Linked DNA regions of Mus musculus: regions 1, 2, 3, 4, 6 and 7 are each linked to region 5. The links are chromatin contacts, called in public Hi-C, HiChIP or PLAC-seq and promoter capture Hi-C maps. All regions are on one chromosome and are shown on one strand. The core of a region is the stretch at or near the end of the contact, and the rest is flanking DNA. Distances in the headings are between cores, read along the strand shown.

What was found. Promoter capture Hi-C pulls out the DNA fragments that hold promoters and counts their contacts. A called contact is a pair of places that touch in the nucleus more often than the background predicts. HiChIP or PLAC-seq counts read pairs in DNA pulled down with a chosen protein or histone mark.
Region 1: a promoter capture Hi-C map of pre-B cells shows a contact between it and region 5, with 11 times the contacts expected there. The contact joins the promoter of Polr2k here to the promoter of Rpl30 in region 5. A contact is called at or near these places in 9 of 39 promoter capture datasets (the C10 cell line, cranial neural crest, liver and 5 more), 3 of 484 Hi-C or Micro-C datasets (CD4 T cells, embryonic stem cells and pre-B cells), 2 of 115 datasets of contacts at active chromatin or transcription factors (astrocytes and embryonic forebrain) and 2 of 9 other capture datasets (adipose tissue and liver).
Region 2: a contact with region 5 is called in a promoter capture Hi-C map of the 3T3-L1 cell line, with 5 times the contacts expected there. The contact joins the enhancer-like site here to the promoter of Rpl30 in region 5. A contact is called at or near these places in 9 of 39 promoter capture datasets (the 3T3-L1 cell line, 3T3-L1-derived adipocytes, cranial neural crest and 4 more) and 2 of 115 datasets of contacts at active chromatin or transcription factors (astrocytes and epiblast stem cells).
Region 3: a promoter capture Hi-C map of the HPC-7 cell line shows a contact between it and region 5. The contact joins the enhancer-like site here to the promoter of Rpl30 in region 5. A contact is called at or near these places in 6 of 39 promoter capture datasets (the 3T3-L1 cell line, the HPC-7 cell line, liver and 2 more) and 1 of 115 datasets of contacts at active chromatin or transcription factors (large pre-B cells).
Region 4: a contact with region 5 is called in a Hi-C map of pre-B cells, with 4 times the contacts expected there. The contact joins the promoter of Rnf19a here to the promoter of Rpl30 in region 5. A contact is called at or near these places in 7 of 39 promoter capture datasets (3T3-L1-derived adipocytes, the C10 cell line, hippocampal neurons and 3 more), 1 of 484 Hi-C or Micro-C datasets (pre-B cells), 3 of 115 datasets of contacts at active chromatin or transcription factors (the 230-238 cell line, embryonic stem cells and large pre-B cells) and 2 of 9 other capture datasets (adipose tissue and liver).
Region 6: a contact with region 5 is called in a promoter capture Hi-C map of embryonic stem cells, with 4 times the contacts expected there. The contact joins the promoter of Rgs22 here to the promoter of Rpl30 in region 5. A contact is called at or near these places in 10 of 39 promoter capture datasets (the 3T3-L1 cell line, 3T3-L1-derived adipocytes, the HPC-7 cell line and 6 more), 2 of 484 Hi-C or Micro-C datasets (cortical neurons and palatal mesenchyme) and 6 of 115 datasets of contacts at active chromatin or transcription factors (astrocytes, embryonic forebrain, embryonic limb bud and 3 more).
Region 7: a contact with region 5 is called in an H3K4me3 HiChIP or PLAC-seq map of embryonic forebrain, with 9 times the contacts expected there. The contact joins the promoter of Sdc2 here to the promoter of Rpl30 in region 5. A contact is called at or near these places in 8 of 39 promoter capture datasets (the 3T3-L1 cell line, cranial neural crest, frontonasal cranial neural crest and 4 more) and 2 of 115 datasets of contacts at active chromatin or transcription factors (astrocytes and embryonic forebrain).

The regions. Positions count from the first base shown.
Region 1 is chr15:36,172,415-36,175,549 of GRCm38.p6, forward strand. Polr2k (polymerase (RNA) II (DNA directed) polypeptide K) reads left to right here and starts at 1,596. Exons shown (of 4, transcript NM_023127.3): 1 at 1,596-1,667; 2 at 2,573-2,642; 3 at 2,970-3,062. The coding sequence starts at 2,582.
Region 2 is chr15:32,942,426-32,945,211 of GRCm38.p6, forward strand. The region is part of intron 1 of Sdc2 (syndecan 2); the gene reads left to right. Among named protein-coding and RNA genes, the nearest start is that of Sdc2, 23 kb to the left of the region's middle. Within about 2 kb of position 1,481, at least 42 of the 459 cell types and tissues checked have an H3K27ac peak or open chromatin away from gene starts, as enhancers often do.
Region 3 is chr15:36,213,554-36,216,389 of GRCm38.p6, forward strand. It overlaps Spag1 (sperm associated antigen 1), which reads left to right. Exons shown (of 20, transcript NM_001359982.1): 14 at 2,614-2,766. Among named protein-coding and RNA genes, the nearest start is that of Gm41293, 3.9 kb to the left of the region's middle. Within about 2 kb of position 1,273, at least 84 of the 459 cell types and tissues checked have an H3K27ac peak or open chromatin away from gene starts, as enhancers often do. A contact at or near this core is called in the HPC-7 cell line, neutrophils and pre-B cells, where this site is marked.
Region 4 is chr15:36,281,889-36,284,721 of GRCm38.p6, forward strand. Rnf19a (ring finger protein 19A) reads right to left here and starts at 1,259. Exons shown (of 10, transcript NM_013923.2): 1 at 1,024-1,259.
Region 5 is chr15:34,441,433-34,444,556 of GRCm38.p6, forward strand. Rpl30 (ribosomal protein L30) reads right to left here and starts at 1,844. Exons shown (of 5, transcript NM_001163485.1): 1 at 1,753-1,844; 2 at 1,593-1,645; 3 at 1,203-1,348. The coding sequence starts at 1,613.
Region 6 is chr15:36,139,027-36,142,119 of GRCm38.p6, forward strand. Rgs22 (regulator of G-protein signalling 22) reads right to left here and starts at 1,374. Exons shown (of 28, transcript NM_001195748.1): 1 at 1,302-1,374; 2 at 853-881. The coding sequence starts at 1,326.
Region 7 is chr15:32,919,176-32,921,979 of GRCm38.p6, forward strand. Sdc2 (syndecan 2) reads left to right here and starts at 1,548. Exons shown (of 5, transcript NM_008304.2): 1 at 1,548-2,130. The coding sequence starts at 2,071.

The DNA.
Region 1 (3,135 bases), core at 346-2,845, 1.7 Mb after region 5:
GTGGGGGTGGGTGGGTAAGGGGGTCTTTTGGTATAGCATTGGAAATGTAAATGAGCTAAATACCTAATAAAAAATGGAAAAAAAAAAAAAAGAAAAAACAAAAAACAAAAAGCAAGAGCTTGAGAGGCAGCTCAGCATTTAAGAGCACTTGCTGTTCTTGCAGAGGACAGGTTCAGTTTTCAACATCTAGGTATGACAGCTTATAACAGTCTGTAGTTCCAGTTTGGGAGGGGGGGTCCAACTATCTCTTCTGATCTCAACTGGCATCCACACATAACTCAAATCACAGTAAATCTTCAAATCTGCTTGCAGTATGAAGTCCTCTTACAATACCCATGGGCTTAACCTAGTGTCATTGTACAGATGTTTAGTGTGCACACTTGTTTTCCTCTTCCTGCTTGTTGAGGAGAAGGGGTACTTTGAAACATGGCTGCTGGTCAAAATATGCTGTTAGTCTGGATGTAGAGGAAGAAGCTGGAAAGTACTGTTTTTCTGATTTCCTTCTGAAAGAAATTATCACTGTGAGCTCATGCATGCTAAACAAGCATTTTATTACTGCTTAAGTAATAAATTACTGCTTATTAAGCCAGCAATTCTAAAAAAACAAATTTAATTGTCATCTAGGAAGACTGGAATTTCTCAAGATGGTCTGTGAATATCAAAGGTTTGAACTAGAAATGAAAGACAAAGCTCAAAGTTCTTCTTGATGGATGGAGAATGGAGAGTAGTTTACTAAGTTACCAGAGTGCCCACTGGGAGAGAAGCCATCTCTTTAATAGTTAACAACTGTTTTTACTTGAATCCCTTCAGGTTATCCATCCTATTATTAAAATAAACGACTGGTGTGAAATAATTGAATGTAAACGTCCTGAACCCAACAGATGTGTTTTACTGAGTTCCAATTTTGATGTGTGAGAACACACACCTGTACTCTACTGAACTGGTCAAACACAGGAAGGAGAGTACTAAGAGAAAAGCTAAAGCCACCAACTAGTCGAAGTAATTGATGGAGCTGCCGTAAGAAAGCCTTGGCTTCAAAAAGGGAGGGAGATGGCAGGCGTTGTGATTTGCGCGATTAATCTCAGCATTGAGGCGGCGAAGACAGAGGATTGTACGGGTTTAAGAGCAGTCTCAGCCTGGGCTTCCCCTTTCCCTCTCTTTCCACTCCCCAACATAAAAAAGAGAGGTGACAGGAAACTAGGAGAGAACTGGAAATTGAAAACAAACAAACAAGCAAACAAAAAACCCACACGGGCATTGAACAATTTGAAAACCGCCATGTGCGAAGTGTCAAATCGTGAAGTATTGGTAGGGTAGCCTGCTGGTGTTCGCCTAAGCATCGGGTCGGTTAAGACTCCAGCATTGCCTGTCTTGGGTTCCTCCTGTATCTGCCATTACACAAGCACAAACCTTCGAATGCCGAGCTGTGGAGATGTTTTGCTACCCCAGAGAGAAGGGCAAATAAAAACAAAACAAAACCCCACAGGAAGCAGGTAGGAGAAAAACGCTGTAACCTGCCTCAGAAACAGAAGCGCCAGTCCCCCCGCACTGCGAGGGAGAGGGGGCGGGGCTTCGTTTCGTCATAAATCGGCGCCGGAAGTTGGCGAGGCAGCGCCGGAAAAAGCTTTTGCGTGCTCAGAGAAGGGACGCTTCTTCCAGCTGTGGAGGTAGGGAGTCTCCGGCTGATGATTTTGGAAGTAAATTTGTGGCAAAACCAGGAGAGACACTTGGCTTTAAAATCTTTGTGGGCAGCCGGGAGAGGTAGCACACTCCTGCCATTTGAGCGCTTGGAAGCAGAGGTAGGAGAATTCCGCCTTCAACCAGCGCCTTGACTTTGAGCCTGGCTTAGGTTACAAAGTGAAGACTCTCAAAGTCTTTTCAAAGAACCAAGCGCGTAAATAAAGATCCCCGGTGGAGTTAGTCTCGAGACAAGCTTTGATGGAGCTATTGCTCCTAGGTCAGATCTGAATTCCTTTGAGGAGTGAGATTGGGCAAACAAACCTCTCCTTAGCCTATTAGTGTATTACTCTTGTGTAAAGAGTAATACACTCTAGGATCGTGAAGACTGTAATAAACATTCCCCCTGGTGTTTATTATTATTGAAATTGTGGGTTTTGTTTTGTTTTGTTTTGTTTTGTTTTGTTTTGTTTCGAGACAGGGTTTCTTTGTGTAGCCCTGGCTGTCCTGGAACTCGATTTGTAGACCAGGCTGGCCTGGAACTCAGAAATCCGTCTGCCTCTGCCTCCCAAGTGCTGGGATTAAAGGCGTGTGCCACCACCGCCCGGCGAAAATGTGTTTTATTCTTAAGACCCAGCCCACACCACAGTTTGGGGGAACTATAGGTATAGATAAAGAATTGCGACTTTTCCTTTTTTTTTTTTTTTTTTTTTTTTTGTTTCCCCATCTGTAATACTGGGTATTTATCCTTGGGCCTCTGCATGCTAGGCAAACATTCTATTGCGTTTTTCTCTAAGGCCGGAAAATAAGAACCTTGTATTGCGTCTGAGAAAAAAAAAAAAGAGGCATGTTTTGTGCGAAGACCCTGATACTCAGTCTTTGTCTCTGATTTCAGGCACTAACAATGGACGCTCAGAAAGATGTTCAACCACCAAAGCAGCAGCCAATGATATATATTTGTGGAGGTAAAATTGACATTCATTTAAATAATGCTTTACTTAAAAAAACAACCACCACCCAAAAATCCTCTCTTACATGAGTAAAATTATAACGTGGAGCACTTTAGCGATTGTTAATGTAAAATCCCCCTCCCTTATTAAGATCTCTTCCTTTTATCTGGAAAAGGTGTACTGCCTACAGCCCTTCTTTCTCCTTGGTCTGTTTTGGCAATAATCGGGCACTTGGATGCTTTGGTGCCTTTTGGTTTGCTCCAGTTGAAATCTGTAGTTATCATTTGCTTCCCCCATAGTGTTTCTCTTTCAAGCATTGAATAAATGTGCTTTCTTTCCCAGAGTGTCACACCGAAAATGAGATAAAGTCCAGGGATCCCATCAGATGCAGAGAATGTGGATACAGAATAATGTACAAGAAAAGGACTAAAAGATGTATCCTTTCAAGCACATGTTCTAAATGTGCAGAGGAAGTGACTAATACTTGGACTGATAAAGACTAAGACCC
Region 2 (2,786 bases), core at 231-2,730, 1.5 Mb before region 5:
AATTCCCTGAATGTTTTTGAACAGAAGTCTCCCAAAGTCTTAAAGTAGAACCATTTGGAGGAGACCCATTCTAGTTTTTAGTCAGAGTGTGTTCAGACTCTGTCTTGTTCTGATTTGTTGCAATGATTTTCATTGTTTGATTTTAATGTTTTCCACATGAAAACACAAAACCAGGCAATACCCAACAAAATCCACCTAAATGCCCTCTCTGAGGAGACCGAACAGAAGCAACAATGTGTCTGTCTTCTTTGAGAGCTGCCAGGCTCTGTGGGGCCAAGCACAGTGGCAGAACTCTGTTGGGAACCAGGCTGCAGAAGCGGAAGAGGAAGCGGAAGCGGAAGCGGAAGCGGAAGCAGAAGCAGAAACAGAAGCAGCTTGGTGCTTATGATTTCTGTGTGATAAGAGCAACTTTTCCCATTCTCCAGATAACTGTCTAGTAGATTTGCAAATCTATTTTTCCCTCCTCACTGTCTTTAATGAAGTCTTCAAATTCTAAAATATAATTTATGACTGGAATTTATTTAATATGGATTCTTAAGTCTCAAGGCGCTTCTCAAAAGATTTCAAAATTCTATGTATTCATTAGTGTGAACGTCTAACAAAGAATGTGCAATTGAAAAGGGCTGAAGCTTCAGATGAAGAGGTGGCTCAGCCATTAAGAGTGTGCATGTCTTCTCTGAGCTTGGCTCTCCACACTCACAACAGCTCTCACAGCTACCTGTAATTCCCACTCTAGAACCTATGCACGGGTAGCACACATTCACACAGGTGCATGCATATAAAGAAAACGTAATAAAAATAAATACTTAAAATGTAATTTGTATAGAGATCTGGGAACTCTTCAAATATTTACAACTAAATAAGAATCTAATTCCATTGAATCATTAAAGATAACACTTTTGCTTCAGGAGTCTCGGTCACCAAATTGTCTAAATTTATGCTTAACATGGAAAAATATTTTAAAATCATAATGGAGTTTGAATTGTTTGTATGCTAGAAGCAGTAATATAATATTAACTATACGAACAAACACGTAGTCTCTCATGAGTTATGCTGGCCCCTAATTTGACAAATTTAGTACATAGTTGTTACCTAGAACTGACTGGTTCTCAAGCAAACTTTTATTTTCTCGAGAGACTTCCTGGCACACGGTGAGTTGTGCTAATTATAGTTGATCTAAGAATCCAGCCAAGAAAACTTTGTAATGATGACCTTATTTTTAAAATGCATCCTGCAAATCCTTCTCCCAAACCTACAAGAAGAAAACATTTTCGCTAAAGCTAAGTTGTTAGTTATATTTCCAAGAGAACAAAACCAAATCATTTTTATTCTTGCGTACCATGGGATTGGATTGGAGAGGCATTACAGTGTCAGGGGGACATTCCATTGGGGTTAGGAAGTAGTGTCTGAGCTATATATTTAGTGGTGACTTTGGATGCTTCACTCACCTTTAATGTTGTGTAGAATACTGCCTGTCCATGTGAACACAGGCACAGTAAGAGGTCTGTTAACAGACGTTCACATCCACGGCTCTCTAGGTACCTTTCCCACCCCCACATCATTTATATATGATATTTAGTGTATGGACCCCAACCAGACTTCTGTTTGAAGTCCTTGAATCTGGAGAGGCAGCTTGATAAAGCAAAACAGAAATCTGTTGGCATTTTGAGAGTGGAGTTCACAGAGGATGTTGTTTGCAGTGTCCTGAAAACATACAGGCCAGCAGCTGGAGCAGGCCTGGTGACAGGCAATCTCACTTCCAGAGAACAAGGAGGGCTGAGCAGTCCTCTAAGGATTAGCTCCAGCTCAGCAGCTGCTGTCTGAGTCTGATTATGCACATCCGGCTCTAAGAGACCTGCATTAACCCTCAGCCCCTGGGAACTTCAGGGCTGTTTTTTTTTTTGTTTTTTTTTTTTTGTTTTTTTTTTTTTTTTTAAAACAAAAGACTCTTCCAGGGACAACCAAGGACTAAAGCCCAGAAAATGTAGAGGATAAAAGAAGGTGGCTCTTTGGGAGACTGAATTTGAAGTAGCCTTGAGCCAAAGCTGAAGAAGACCTGGCAAATAGTATTTGTCTTTGCAGACCTGGTGGCGGACATTGGGGGAAAGGACTGGACCAGGAGGGCTTGAGCAGCTGAGGAGGACAGAGGCTCAGAGAAGTTAAGTTACCAGCTTAGTCATTTTTCCACTGCTATGAAGAGAGACAGTATAGTATGACCATGGCAACTTAGAGAAGAACGCATTTAATGGGCACTTAAAGTTTCAGAGGATGAGTCTGTGACCATCATAGTGGGGAGCATAGGAACAGGCAGGAACACATGGCACAGGATAGTAGCTGAGAACTTAACATTTTTTTTCCCACATGCTTGAGGCAAAGAGAGTGTGCAAATTGGGAATAACACAAGCTATTGAAATCTCAAAGCCCAGCCCCCATGGCACTCCTCCTTCAACAAGGACACATTCCCAGTCCTTCCCAAATAGTTTCACTCACTGGGGACCAAGCATTCAAATATATGAGCCTATGGAGTCCATTTTAATTCAACTACCACAGAGAAAAATCATGTTTTCCCATTCCCCAGTTAGAGCTGAAGTACCACATGTCTGAAGTTGTTATCTTTACCTTGAGATAATCATTCATGCTTTTGAAAACTGACCTTAGAGAAGAAACACTGGAGAAAGCATTATGGAAGCTGGAGACATGGTTAAGAATACATACTGCTCTTGCAGAAGACCTGAGTTCAGTTCCCAGCAGCTACATTTCTGGACTCACAATCTCCTGTAACTCTA
Region 3 (2,836 bases), core at 23-2,522, 1.8 Mb after region 5:
TCCTAAGCTTCAGAGTTTGAGGCCAGCATGGGCTCCATTAAATTCTGACTCAGAAAAACCAAACCAGACATTTTAAACTAGGGAAACCTTTTTACCTGTGAAGATATTGTTTATAGTATTTAATTTTTTAAGGAACTTAAACCATGTGTGTGTATGTGTGTGCCACATGTTTGTGCATGAGTATGCATGTGTGTGTCACATGTGTGTGCATGTGTAGCACATGTGAATGCCTGAAGATCTGGGGTTATGGGTGGTTGTGAGTTGCCTTCCGTGGGTGCTGGAATCAGGCCCAGGTCCTAACAGCTAAGCCATCTCTCCAGTCCAAGATCTGAAAACAATGTGTTTGTGTATGTGTGTGTCTGTGTATGGATGTCTAGTACCTAAGGAGGCCAGAAGAAGGTATCAGACCCCCTGGAGCTGGGGTAACAGGCGGTTGTGAAGCCTTCCTATGTGGGTGCTAAGAACTCTGGTCCTCTACAAGAACAGCAGTGGGTTTAGCCGCTGACTGACTCTCCAGTCTGAAGATAAACTTTTTTGTATCTCTGGAGAGGCAGTGTTTTCCAGAGGTTGTTTGCGCAATCACTCTTGGGAAGTTTGGGGGTATGCATGAGGCTCTGGGCCCCTCGTTCCTCAGCTTCTCCACATTTTAGTTTGCAGGCTCCATGTGAGATAAAGAAGCTATCATGCCTAAGCAAAACTGGGAGAAACAATGTTTTAAAAAGTGGAGATTTTTGCATAATTGTTTATCAGCCAAAAGAAAACAAACAAATAACAACAAGAAACACCCCAAACCACATCATACTTCTGTTGTCAGAAGAACTCTTGAAGTTGTTGGAAACATGGGCGCTCACAAGTGCACGCACACACACGTACGGACACACACACACACACACGTACGGACACACACGTACGGACACACACACGTACGGACACACACACACACACACACACACGTACGGACACACACACACACACACACGTACGGACACACACACACACACACACACGTACGGACACACACGTACGGACACACACACACACACGTACGGACACACACGTACGGACACACACACACACACACACACACACACACACACACACACACGTACGGACACACACACGCGTACGGACACACACACGTACGGACACACACACACACACACACACACACACACACACACGTACGGACAGCTTCCTATTTAGAGTATCTAGAGAGGCTAAAGTTGCCTAGTCATTCTCCGCCTCTGTGTGTTTTTGCCAACTTCTGACAGACTTGCCCACAGGAAACGCCTGAGGGTCACAGCCGGCTTCCTGGTGAGCTCTTTGATGCCCAACACCTGTCTGTGGTTGTGGTTGGAGACTGTTTTCTTCAATGGCATTTCCATTCGCAGGCTCACACTCATTTTCAAGATGTAGTCAAAGAATGAAAACCCTAACCCTTCATTTCCTATGTTAGGAAGTACTAAGAGTTTTGTGTCCCATTTTGTCAATTTAGATTCCAAGCTTGGGCCATCTTGATTGGCCCTGTGGTATCTTGAGCAATGAAAGCAGCCTGGGATGGAGGTGATGCAGGTGTGGCGGGGAACACCTCCACACTCTCTGGCCTCGCAGATAAAATTTATATGTAGTGATACTGAAAGTGCAAGATGAAAACTCATGACTCATAAACAGTTGTATGCTTAGTCCCAGGTTCTCTTCTGGTTTGTTGCTGATACCCTTTTTATAATCAATAGAAATGAACCATAGATAGTGTTAGAAAGTTGATAAAAAAAACCATGCAAGTTCTTGTGGTTTAGTAGTAAGGCACCTTGTTAAATATATGGATACGATTAAGAATGTGTGTGTATGTGTGTGGGCTGGAGAGATGGCTCAGTGGATAAGAGCACTGACTGCTCTTCCAAAGGTCCTGAGTTCAAATCCCAGCAACCACGTGATGGCTCACAACCACCCACAATGAGATCTGATGCCCTCTTTTGGTGTGTCTAAAGACAGCTACAGTGTACTTACATATAACAATAAATAAATCTTTAAAAAAAAAAAGAATGTGTGTGTGTTATGTGTGTGTCTGTGTCTCTGTGCGTGTGTTGTGTATGTGTGTGTTGCGTGTGTGTCTGTGTCTCTGTGTGTGTTATGTGTGTGTGTCTGTGTGTGTAGGCCAGCGCTCAGCATCTTCCACAGCCACTCCCCATTTTATTGTTTAAGACTAAGACATTCACTGACCTCGGAACTGCCAGCTTAAGGACCCCCTCAGACTGGCCAGTGAGCCCCAGCAAATCTGTCTCCACCTCTTAAGCTCGGCATAGCAGGCAGATATGTGTGCTTGCTTTTATGTGGTGCAGGGAGCCTCAGGTCCATTTCCTTAGCTGTGAGACTTTTATTTCTAAACTCACACCTCATTGTGGCCCGAAGACAGTAGAATGCTTTCTAGTCGGTGGGTTCAAGGACAATATGATAGCTGTTTAACTTTGGGTTTGTCTTTCTGATAGATTGCCAGGACCCCAGGGTGAAATATCAGGTGTGATGCATAGGGGTCCAGCACTGCAGTCTGCATTGCTAAATACAAATTAACGGATCCTTCTCAGGTAAATGACGCGTACTGTCTTGTCCTCTTAGGGCTCTGGAACTTCATCCGTTCTCAGTGAAGCCTCTTCTGCGGCGAGCAATGGCCTATGAGACCTTAGAGCAATACAGGAACGCATATGTGGACTATAAAACAGTGCTGCAGATAGATTGTGGGATCCAGCTGGCGAGCGACAGTGCTAACAGGTAAGCTAGTCTGAGGTCACCCTCTGGGGGCCTCTGTTATAGAAGGATCACGCTACCTACCCCGTGTCCT
Region 4 (2,833 bases), core at 9-2,508, 1.8 Mb after region 5:
TCACACTACATACAATGAAAAGGGTCAAGAAATTCTGGTTAAAATATTAAATAATCAAAGACTGCCAGGTACGCGTGCGTATACACAAACATACACAAAGTAGAATGAGGAAGATCAAAATATTTTGAAGGCACCAACCACGGAAAGGCCCGCTTTCATACCTCCCGTTTGCTATCATTTTACACCAGCCTTTATAGCCAACCCTAGGTTTGAAAATTGCAGCTGCATTTAAAGGCCGTCCTATCATTACCAACATTTTGCGACATTCTCAACCCTACACAAAGTAAAGCACCAGTCGTGTATTTCTATCTCCAAGGGCGCCAACAAGCAAAAATTAAACCTTTCTTTTTCCCATATATAGCCTTCACCATTCTCTTCCCTCTTTTATTTGCTGCCCTTGTCTCAGGATTAACGAACCTAAACCACTTCTTCCCATTAGTGGAAATGGAAAAAGAGAAGAGAGCGACAGTAGAGCGGAATCCCAGACCGAAGGAAAAACTGGCAATTCAAAGTGGTGGCCTCACTCGGGGTGAGGGCAGGGAAAACCCCAGACGTGGAGTCCGGAAGACCCCCGTTCATCCCCAGGCTATACGGCTTTCCGCGCCGGTGCCTGCTTGTGTGCGCGATCTCCGCTCCCGAAGGAGGCGGTCATCTCCCCGCCGCCCTCCCGGGCCCCAGGCGGCAGGCTTCGGGGGCGAAGTCCGCGGCGCCCAGTGTGCGGCGAGGCCCGGAAAGCGTCCCGTTAGAGGCGATTTCACCCGTCAGGAATGCGCTCCGCCCCCGCCGCCTCCCCACGGCGGCCGCCCTCGGGTCTCGTCCGCTCCGCCGCCCCGGAACGCTCGGGGCAGCGCCGTGGACAGTCACAACACCGACGGGGCCACAGGCCCGGCCCCCCACGCCCCGGCCCGCACCCCGGAGACGGCCGCAACGGTCTCCCGGCCCCAGACCGAGGCCTGAGCGGCGCCTTGAATCCCCATCCGTAGGGGAGCCGCCCGGCTCCCGCGGCTCCGGCGCCTGCCGTACCTCAGCTCCTCAGGGCGGCGGCGGCGCGGGGCGGCTGGCGAGCAGGCCCATCCCGCGGAGGCAGAAAGCGGAGGCAGAACGGAGGACGACTTTTCAGCACCGCCGCGGAACCTTCTCAGCTAGGGCGAGAGCTGCCGGTGGAACGGTTGCGGGCGGCCGCTTTCCCGAACTCCCCTCTGTGACTCCAGTCGGACCGTCGCAGCCGGGAACCAACACAGCAACTGCCATTCTCCCCCGCCCTCGCCCCCAGGCCCCGCCCCCTCCACTCCCTCCTGCCCCACCCGGCATAGCCCCGCCCAGCGCGCCTTGCGTCTTGGCGTCAAGCCCCGCCCCGCCCCACGTCGACCAGCCGCGGTTATCTCTGGGACGCGGTGGTTCCTTGGCTCCAGCACGTTCGCCTCGCACTGCGCGCTCTCGCCGCCGGCCCTCCCGCGGGCGGCGACTTACTCGGAACGCGCCGGGCAGTGGGGCGGGAGACGCCCTTCTTGTAACCCCGACCCCGTCTCCGTGAGGTGATAGGAAGGGACGGCGGGAGCCGCGTTCCAAGTGGAGCGCTTCCTGAGCGACAGGACCCTGACTTAGCTTTTCAATCCTTTGTTCACCTGCTTGATTGGCAACCCTCGGGAGAGCAGAGCCGAGTCGTCCCCAAAGAAATATCTCAGGTCTTATCAATGTCTGATACAGTAGGAGTTACTTTGGCCCAGCCTGTGTCTTCCATTCCCCTCCAGCTTTTGATCCAGTCGGACACCCTTTGAATTTTTCACCTACATAAGACTTGGTATAGAGTTAGTTAAATAAACAGATCCCTTTCCTGTCCTGATCCCATCCTCTCCGTTTATTTCTCTTGGGGACTTAGATCATTTCCTTAGAATCCTGAGAAATGGATGTGATGGATGCCAAAATGTCCATCCACCATCTGTTACTTAATCTAAATATATCACTCGATCCTTATTTCAGTGTGTCTAAACTAGAAACTCACCAAGGAGCCATATTTTTTCAAACCCCACTTGGCCTCTTTGGTAACACAGTAAATTTTTCCCAGTTAGAAACAGGCTAGGCGATCTAGGGCTAAATGTCTTTGACCATACATCTTAAAGGGAGTAAGTATGGATATGATTTCCATTTATTGGAAGTTGAGAGCCATTATGTGTATACCTTAAAATGCTATCAAAAGGCTGCATTCGATGCCCAATAATCTACAGGACACTTTAAGCCTACGGATAGTGCAAGAGTAGCTTTGCAGTACAAATGGAGTAATGACTGGTAAGGGTTTTGAGTAAAGAATTGTGCAGAATAACAGTGGTCCTGTACTCTCTATAGTCATCATAGTTCTGAGAAATTAAATTTCTGTCTTCCTAGAAATTGGAAGGGTCTGCTGTTACTTACTAGTCCAATATGCATATCCTGAGAGAGATATACCTGAAGGACATCTCCACTTGAATCTATGGAGGCATCTTGTATTAGATAGTTTTATCTTAACATGAGACAAGCTAAAGTCGTTTGAGAGAAGGGATCGTCAATGAAGAAAACACCTCCATGAGACTGGGCTGTAGGAAGCCGTAGGACATTTTAATTAGTGATTGATGGAGAGACAGCCCACTGTGAATAGTTTCATCCCTGGGCTGTTGGTCCTGGGGTCTATAAGAAAGCAGGATGAGCAAGCTATGAGGAGTAAACCAGTAAACAGCACCCCTCCACAGCCTCTGCAACAGCTCCTGCCACCAGGTTCCTGCCATATTTGAGTTCCTGTCCTAACTTCTTTCGGTGATGAACAGTGATATGAAAGTGTAAGCCAAATAAACCTTCCCCA
Region 5 (3,124 bases), core at 594-3,093:
GGCCTTTTTAACAGTAACTAAATCACTTCCAACTCTTAAAAAAGATTCTAGCTGTCCTGATTATCATGGATCCTTTACTAGTGTATTGTGATAATTAAATACCTAACTTTTTGGAGGTAGTATCCAATATTAAAGTACATTGTATTCATGTTTCAATTTACTAAGTTTAAAATGTGTAAGTTACTTAAAAACTAGAAAAGGGTATAATAGACATAAAAAAGCCAATGCTGGCCTGGAGATATGGTTCACTGAAAGCTTGTACTGCTCTTAAGAAAGTTCAGTTTCCAGCATTCACATCAGCCACCTCACAACACCAGGAGAATCTCGTGTCAGCAACAAGTATATACTCCATTTTAATCAAACGAAGGCAAAGAATAATAGGAAGGTGGAGTGGAGGGTCAGAAACCTAAAAAAGTAAGCCCTCTTAAACCACCTACTATACAGTGAATACTACATAAGGGCTGCTGATAATATTACCCAAAAAATAAATACTTCAGTGCCAAGTTAAAGGATACAAATTGTTAAGATTTGAAAGTTCCACAGAACCTTGAGCTTAGAATGTGGCCCCACATACCAACAGTGCTCCAAAGTGCTTATGAGAAATGAACTTGAAGCTCCAGCCTGGACCCACTGAGTCTGAGCTTGTAATTTAGTAATGAATGTCTACGCTGCCACTATGAATCGACTGGCAAAGGTTTAAAATAAGACCAAACATTCCAAACTCTGCCACTAAGTATAGACACCTACATAAAAGGCTGAAGAGGTGTACAATTGCCATAGAAAAATCAAGGAGCGTATACTACACAAGCTTCTTCAGCTTACTTAAAATACTTGTTAGGTTCGAGTTAAAATAGTTAATCAAGAATGAACGTGTTCAGAAAATTGGACCCTGCCAAATAGGTGATTTCATGATACCATCACCTCCATAATCCAGCCAGAATTTTTCTAAACTAAAACAGGCACATGAAGCGGAGTGTTAACACTTCAAACCTTGAAAAATTCGGGATCGGGCTTCCCCCAGTCTGCGTGTATCATTTGTATACCTCCTGTCACACAACGTGCCTCAAAGGTACATTTACAAAAAACACACACAAAGCAAGGTCCAAACATCAGAAAGCAACCATCATTATTCTTCTTCCCAATGCTGGATACTGCACAGTGAATTTACAATAGGCTGCACACATCCAGGTTCCCTCCATTACCTCAAAGCTGGACAGTTGTTGGCAAGGATAACCAACTTCGCTTTGCCTTGTCTGATCATCTTCAGAGTCTGCTTGTAGCCCAGCACGTACTTCCCACTTTTCATAACAAGTTGGAGCCTAGAGTTGATCGACTCCAGAGACTTTTTCTACAATGCAAACGTTTGAGACTTGAACACCACTTGCAGTCATCTAAAACCAAACTCAGTTCCAGATTTCTGGAACTGAACCCTTTCATGATGTCTGAGACCATACAAAGAGCCTCTCGGATTCACTTTGAGACCCTGAAACGTCAGCGACAAGTCGTCCACCCAGTGTGCTCAAATCTATCCGCCCCGGCCCGACCCAGCTCTCCACGTGAACCGGCTTCCGGGCCCGATCGGCTTCACTCACCGTCTTCTTTGCGGCCACCATCTTCCTGCCTTAGGTGCGGGACAACCCCCAACCTAGCATACACAGAGGACAGAAGAGAGGATTATAATCCAGAGCGTCAAACACCAGCTAGCGGAGCTCCCCGAGCCGCCTAATCGTTTACCCCGCAGAGCTCACTCACCAACACCAGCCGCCAAGATGGCCGGGGAGCGAGAAAGGAAGGAGCTCCCACAATGCAAAGCTCTTCTAGGCCGACAGAGGATTGTGGGACCGGAAGCGGAAGAGAAGCCGGTCCGGGTCACAAGCAGAACAGCGCTTGCGAGAGTAGTCTGCGGTAGTTGGTTGCTATGGGGACCGGGTTACAACGCAGGCTGGGCTGCTGCGGCGTCTGGGCTCCGGCCTTCGGTTCTGGGCGTTTGTTCTGCTGCAGCGGGCTGACACCGCGGAGAGCCGGAGCTCGATGGGAGCTGACGACGAGGCCCAGGGCTCCGTGGCGAGGCGGCAGCGACCTGGCCTCTCCTGGGCTGGTCTCCGCCTGACGTTGTCTTGGGCGTGCTCCGGAAGGACCCCGGGCCGCCGGTTTACCCCGTGACTGCTCACCAGGAGCGGAGGCATCTCTGTCCACCCGCCGCTGATCTTCCTGTTTGCCGCTCCGTAGGACACACACCCCTTTTGCGGCGGTTTTATACCGTGTACTTGGGAGCCTACTTTGCACAGGGACCACAATTGAAAAAAAAAAAAAAAAAACCTGGTGAAGTGGCTGACGGGTAAATGCGCTTGTCGCTAAGTAGACGAATGAGTTCCAAACCCACGTGGTGGGAGGGGAGCGCCAAGTCCAGCAGGTTTTTCTTTGGCCTGCGCTTGAATGCTCACATACGTATACAGAAGTAAAGAAATAGTCGCAATACGAATAATTTAAAAAATCATTTTGCTACGAAACTTGGGCCGTTGTATAAATGTAGCATTCAAGGAAAAAAAAAAAAAACCTTGAAAGCCTCTACTATTTACGCACTAGCACCAACGAAAACCCAGGGCTGTTGAGATTGTTCAGTCAGTAAAGTGTGCTTGCCTTGCAAGCGTGGGGACCTGCATTTTATGCCTAAACCTCTCTGTCAATCCCCAGCCCCCAAAAGTCTGGCATGGTTGTGCACACTTGTAACTCCATTTGTGGAACAGATTCCCCAAGGCTGGCTAGCCAGCCAACCTAGTCTAACCTGTCAGCTCCAGGTCTCAAAGATCTTGTGAAAAATAAGGTGGACAACTACCGAGTAAGTACCCAGAAGTTGACCTGTGACCTCTGCCCAACTGCACAAGCACCTGTGCCACCAAATTTATATAAGCATGAAAAAGGAAACCCAGGGTAGTAGGTAAGCTGTATGGTGAGTTACTTTGCCCTGGAGGTTAGGAAAGGGAAGAACAACCCTGCCTCCCCTTAATTAAAATAACTTTAAAAACATCCATGAGTCATGCGGGTCGAGATGATCTATACCTATAATCCCACCCGGAGCTGGCAATCTCTGTGAGTTGATCTTTTGGAAAAAGAAAAAAAACGG
Region 6 (3,093 bases), core at 124-2,623, 1.7 Mb after region 5:
AATAGGATAATCAGTCAACAAGAGAAGTGGGTGCTAGAGTATTCACATTAGTAAATACTGGACGCGCTTTGAGCTCCAGCCTCAACGGTGGTAGGAAAAAGGGTTGCCTCTGTGTCTGTCTGTGCCCTGGGGCAAGCTCCTCGTGTAAGCAATATGCTTTCTAGAAGAGTCTCTAAAGACAGCACTCTCCCAAATGATAAATAGATTTGGCAAATATTTAGTATGCTCAATTTCTCCAAAATTCTGACCTGAGAACAATGTCTAGAAAACAATTTAAACACTTACAAATAGATGACTGGTTTCTGTTGCTGTTTTTGTGTTTGTCTGTTTTGGTTGTTTGGTTGATTAGTTTTGGGTTTTTTGGCTTTGTTATTTTATTATTTATTGATTGACTGGGTGGTGTTGTTGTTGTTGAGACAGGGTTTTTCTGTATAGCCCTGGCGGTCCTGGAACTTGCTCTGTAGACCAGGCTGGCCTCAAACTCAGAGAAATCCTCCTGCCTCTGCTGGAGTTTAAAGACCTGAGTGCTACCATGGGGGTGGAGGTGAGGGAGGGCTGGTATTTTTTAAGACAGGATCTCACATAGCCTTGAATTTGCTATGTCACAAAGGATGACCCCGACTCCCAGCCCTTCTTTCCCATCTCTAATGCTGGGGTGAGCAACTTTACCTACTAATGTTTACTGCAACCAGGAGCTGCCCTGCACATCACAACAAAGCCATGGAGACAGCCGGCCTGCCCCCATAGGGACAGCAAGGGTACGGAGAAACTACATGAGGTCTTTTACAGAAGAAAGCTTTAGCCCGAAGAGAATGTAAAAAAAAAGACCCGTTCTCGCCACTGTGTACTCACAAACTCTTCTTCTGTAACTTCTGGCGGCTCTGGAAGGAGACAAAACGTTACCTTTTCGTACTCAGATCTTCCTTTTAGACTAACTGAAATCATCTGCGACAGCCCCTGGCGCTACTGTATATACATATATCCCGGGTGAGCTCAGTAAAATGTTCATTATCCGCACATGGATTACATTTTAAGGTAGGATTCCAGGTGAAGGTGGGGAGGAAAGACCTTTGGACTTTGGCTTGGGACCCACTGTCACCCCAGAGCTAACCTAAGGCCCCCATTTGCAAAAGGAGAGCTTAGCGTGGTTAGCGCACAAGGTAATAGCGACTGCCCTGGGGGTTCGTATAAAAGGCAGGGAGCTGGGGCTGGGGACCCGGGCTTGGGCTGGAGGCTTGGGGCTGGGGTCGAGCGCGGTCCGGGTGCCCGAGCACTGCGGCAGGGCGCCGGGGCCCACCTACCCGCCGAGAGCCGCTTCTCCGGCATCCTGTCGGGGGAACCCAGCTGCCCGGCCCCGCTGTCTGGGGAGCGACTGCCGCCCCACGGCACGCGGCCTGGGGCTGCCCGCTGTTGCCATAGAGCTGGACAAAGCAGAGGCGCCTGGGCCAGGGGTGGCGGCTGGGGAGCGGCCGTTACTGTGGAGATCGCACGGCTCCTGGTGGGGAAGGGCTGTTGCGGGGGCGGGGGGAGCAGATCCTCCCACAGCGAAGGACCGCAGAGCCAGGCCTCAGTTTCCTTAGGTCAGACGCCTGTAGCAAAAGGTTTTTCATAAACGCTGACCACTAGGAATTACCCGAACTGGGGACCACAGATTACAGTTACCCTAAAATGTGTGTTCAGGAAAGGAGTTAGGAAAACAGAGCCCTGTGTACTGTGGCACACACCTGCAATCCTAACAGTTAACAAAAGAAGGCAGGAGAATAGAGTTACAGCTTGTTCTCAGTTACTAAGAGTTTAAAGCCAGCCTGAGCTACAGTAAAGCAAAACCACAAACAAACAAACAAAAAAGAATTTATTTAAATAGAAAAGATAAAAATTTAAACACAATTATTCTAAATACTAAAAATATTTATGTCCCAAAAATAATTTATGTCCCCCCCCCCAAATTTGTGTTTTAGTTGAGATAGGTTCTCATGTAGCCCAGGCTGGCCCTGAACTTCTGATCCTCCTGCCTCCACGTTGCTTGTACAGGTTTTGCAGGTCTTTGCCCCAACCCTGGCCAGAAAATGAAGCTCAAAGTCCCTGTCTGGGAATGGGTATGACTTGGGTGTGGAGTGATAGGGTGGGGTATAGCTCCTGTTAGACATTTGCATTGGAAATACTGCTTCCTAATTGTTTTATAAAACTTATCCCATTCTGTAGTTCTGAATTTCCTCAGTGGTACCAAATAAACCCCAAAGCTAACTGCTTGCCCCTTCCCAGCAGTACTTCCAATGCAAATGTCTAACAGGAGCTATACCCCACCCTATCACTCCACACCCAAATCATACCCATTCCCAGACAGGATCTTTGAGCTTCATCTTCTGACCGGGGTTGGGGCAAAGACCTGCAAAATCTGTACTAGGAAGGTGGAGGCAGGGGGATCAGAAGTTTAAGGCCAGCCTGGGCTACTTGAGAACCTATCTCAACTAAAACACAGATTTTGGGGGGGGACATAAATTATTTTTGGAACATAAATCTTATGACCGTTAAATGATACATCTTCCGAGTAACTCAAAGTTTCCCCCTAGAACTTTCCCTCCAAACCCCACATTCAGGTAAATACTGGATTCAGCCAGTTCTACCTTAACATATTTCTGCATTTGGGCTCTGCTCTCATTTTCCCAAGAGCACCCACACACAGCCTTAGCGCTAGCTCCCATCTGGTCTGCTGTAAAAGCTTCCTAACTTGTCAGTCTTCCAGGCTTAGCTCCCAGCTAGGAGTTCTCTTTAAATCCATTATCCATGCTGAAAGCAAAACCAGCTATCTAAATGCAAATCTGACCTACTTAAAACCCGCCAGTGGCTCCACATTTGACTCCTCAGTGTGGGGCAGGTATTTGTGTGCCCTTAAGACAATGGGTGCCTATATTTCAAGGAAGCAGACACCTGCTCCCTGGTTGTGTTTATTGCTATTGCAGTATGACACAGGAAAAAGACCTAAGTGAAGTGTTTGTTGCCCTTGCCAGACAAAATCCGAAAGCCAAATGAAGCCAAGGGAGAGCAGTGGGAGGGAACAGAAGTGAAGGGAGATGGTCCTCGTGGGCTGCAGCT
Region 7 (2,804 bases), core at 298-2,797, 1.5 Mb before region 5:
TAATGGACTGAACCTATGAACCTGTAAACCAGCCCCAAGTAAATGCTGTTTTTTATAAGACTTGCCTTGATCATGGTGTCTGTTCACAGCAGTAAAACCCTAACTAAGACAGGATATGACTACAGTTTAGTTCTAAAATGACTAGGGCCTCATGTCTGTATCTCTCTCTGTCTCTCTGTCTCTCTCTCTGTCTCTCTCTGTCTCTCTGTCTGTCTCTGTCTCTGCCTGTCTCTGTCTCTCTGTCTCTGTGTATGTGTGTTTGTGCATGTGTGCGTGTGTGTGTGTGTGTGTGTATGGGTATGTGTTTGTGTGAGAAAATCACAGAGCTTTTTATGGTGTGGCTTGAGGTCTGGAGTAGTATTTACCTACAAAATAGTTATTATGTATTTTTAATTCATCCTACATGATAACAAAATAGTGGCTAATACTGAAATGTCCCTGTCCCTTTATAAATGGACATTACAGAAGAAAATGGGTCCATAATTCATTCAGTTTCTAAATCCAAGAGAACATCGGTGAGCATTAGAAGAGTATGTGCCTGCCTGGTTCTGTAGCACCATACAGCACCGAACTACATGACGCATGCTTTTGCTTTATGTAGGAAATACATACTCATTTTCTTAAAGCCAGAAACTACTTAACCATTCATTCTCTGAAATTCATCTGCTAATATCTAGACTCTCTAATTTTTCATCCTTATCTGTTGCAATTTTACATTTTCCAAAAGTAAAAATATGGAAATCGAACTTAGCTGATGCCTGGGGCAGTGTGTGTGTGTTTGTGTGTGTGTGAGTCAGGAGGCAGGGTACAAACTGTGAGCAGCAGAAATGGTTTGTAAGCCTTTAATGAGTTGTGCTTTGGAGTTGTTGTGTTTTGGGTTTTGTTTTTCTACCTTTTTGAGGGTTGTGGGTTGTGGGTTATAGTTGGGATGGGGGTGGAGGTGGGTCATGGGGGAAAGTTCCAAGGAGAATCTTAACACTAACTTGTTACAATTATTTTTGTCGTTTTTGAATTGCAATCTTCATTATCTGGAGACCTATGGGCACTGTGAATACTTGAAGGGGATGTATAAACTTTCTCATTTTTCTCGACTCTCATCTTTCTATTGACCCAATTTTCACAAGTAAGAAAAGGCTCAATATGCCCATTAAACCTTCATCGAATTTTCTTTAGAAAATTACAGCGAAGAAAAGGAGAAGGAAAGGGAAAGGGAGACAGAAGGGTGGTGGGGAGAGGAGAGGGTGTTGAGAAGGGGAAAGAAGGAGAGAGAAAATGAAAGAGCACTAAGGTTTGCAGAGGCAGGTTCTCAGGACAGCCACAGAGTGGAGCTGCTGGCTCCCACTGGCTCTGGGAGCTGCCAATCCCAGTGTAATCCCGTAAGAATTTCTCCCTGGTTTTATCATGGAGTCCTGGCAACCTCCTTTCCCCCAGTAGCTGGGAGGAACCTTGAGGGCCAGGCTAAGAAGGGAGGGAAGGTAGGGGCGGTTGAAGCGGAGGCTGAGCAGGACCAAGACCAGGACCAGGGAGAGGACACGGAGGGGTGTGGGGTGAGATCGAGGGGGAGGACCCAGGAGGAGGCGGCGCGTAGAAGGAGGGGCGCTGCAGCCAAGCCACCAGTCTAGCTGTAGAGTGCTGTACTCCAGATACTCCTGGAGCTCCAGCCCCTCAGACCGCGCGTCCCCGCCGCCGTTCGCCTTTCGGCATCCTAAACTTGAGCGGCAGCTCGGTTTCAACCCATCGACTGCTTGCTTCAAATCAGACAGCATTGCGACCCAGACACCGGAGTCCGCCGAGTGAAAGCACAACGCTGCCCTGTAGGACCAGACCAAGAAAACAGCCTCGCGAAGCAGCAACTCTGGGTTGGGAGTACAGAAGCCAACAAGTGAGAAGGCGCCGCGTTTCCGGGGCGCAGGGAGAACGCTAGAGCAGGCGCCAGAGAAGACAGCTAGAGCTCGGAATCGGAGCCCAAACCTCTCTCCTGGAGGCGGCTCAGCTTCTTTTTTTTCTAGGCCCTCTTAGGCTTGCTCTGGGCTTCCTTTTATCCGGGTAGGAGCCACATCCCTGGGGAATATGCAGCGCGCGTGGATCCTGCTCACCTTGGGCTTGATGGCCTGTGTGTCCGCAGAGACGGTGAGTGGGCCCAGCCGGGGAAGTGCACTGTTAAGAGTGCCCGGGCAAATAGAAGAGCCAGAGGGTAATTGGGGGATGCTACCTGGGGGATCTGCCAACCCTGAACGTGGGGCTGCCTAGGTTCTACTGAAACAAATGAGCTTGCTTTTCAACCACTTGCCCCTGGGCTCTTCCTTTTCCCTCTTGCACAATTGAGCTGCTACAGGGAGTTACCCAAGCCATGTCTTCAGGGGGTGGGAGCACAAGACTTGGAGGTTAGGGACCCCACAGGTCCTTAAAGTCATTTCCAGCTTTCTGCCTTGGGGGATTTTATGGTGTAGTCTAGGAAGGACAGAGGGCTAAAAGTTGCAGGTTACTAGAGCACCACTGCGGGCCAGGAAAGGATCCAGTAAGCTCTGTGTACTGGACAAACCCCAGGGGTGAGTTGGAAACTTTGGGGAGGATCTGTTCCTCTGCACACATCCCCCTACTCCAGGCTTTGAGCTTGACTGAAGGCAAGTTTAGGGAGATAGGGTCCATATTAAGGAAACCGAGAGTATCAGGAGTGAAAGTTTCTAAAAGTGCATTTGTTTAATGCTCCCTGTGGCTGTGGCAAGGGGCCCACACTAAGTGGAGATGCAGTCGGTGGTCTATTTGGAGGCTCCTGGCTTCATGGAGCTTTTGGGAACAGGCCT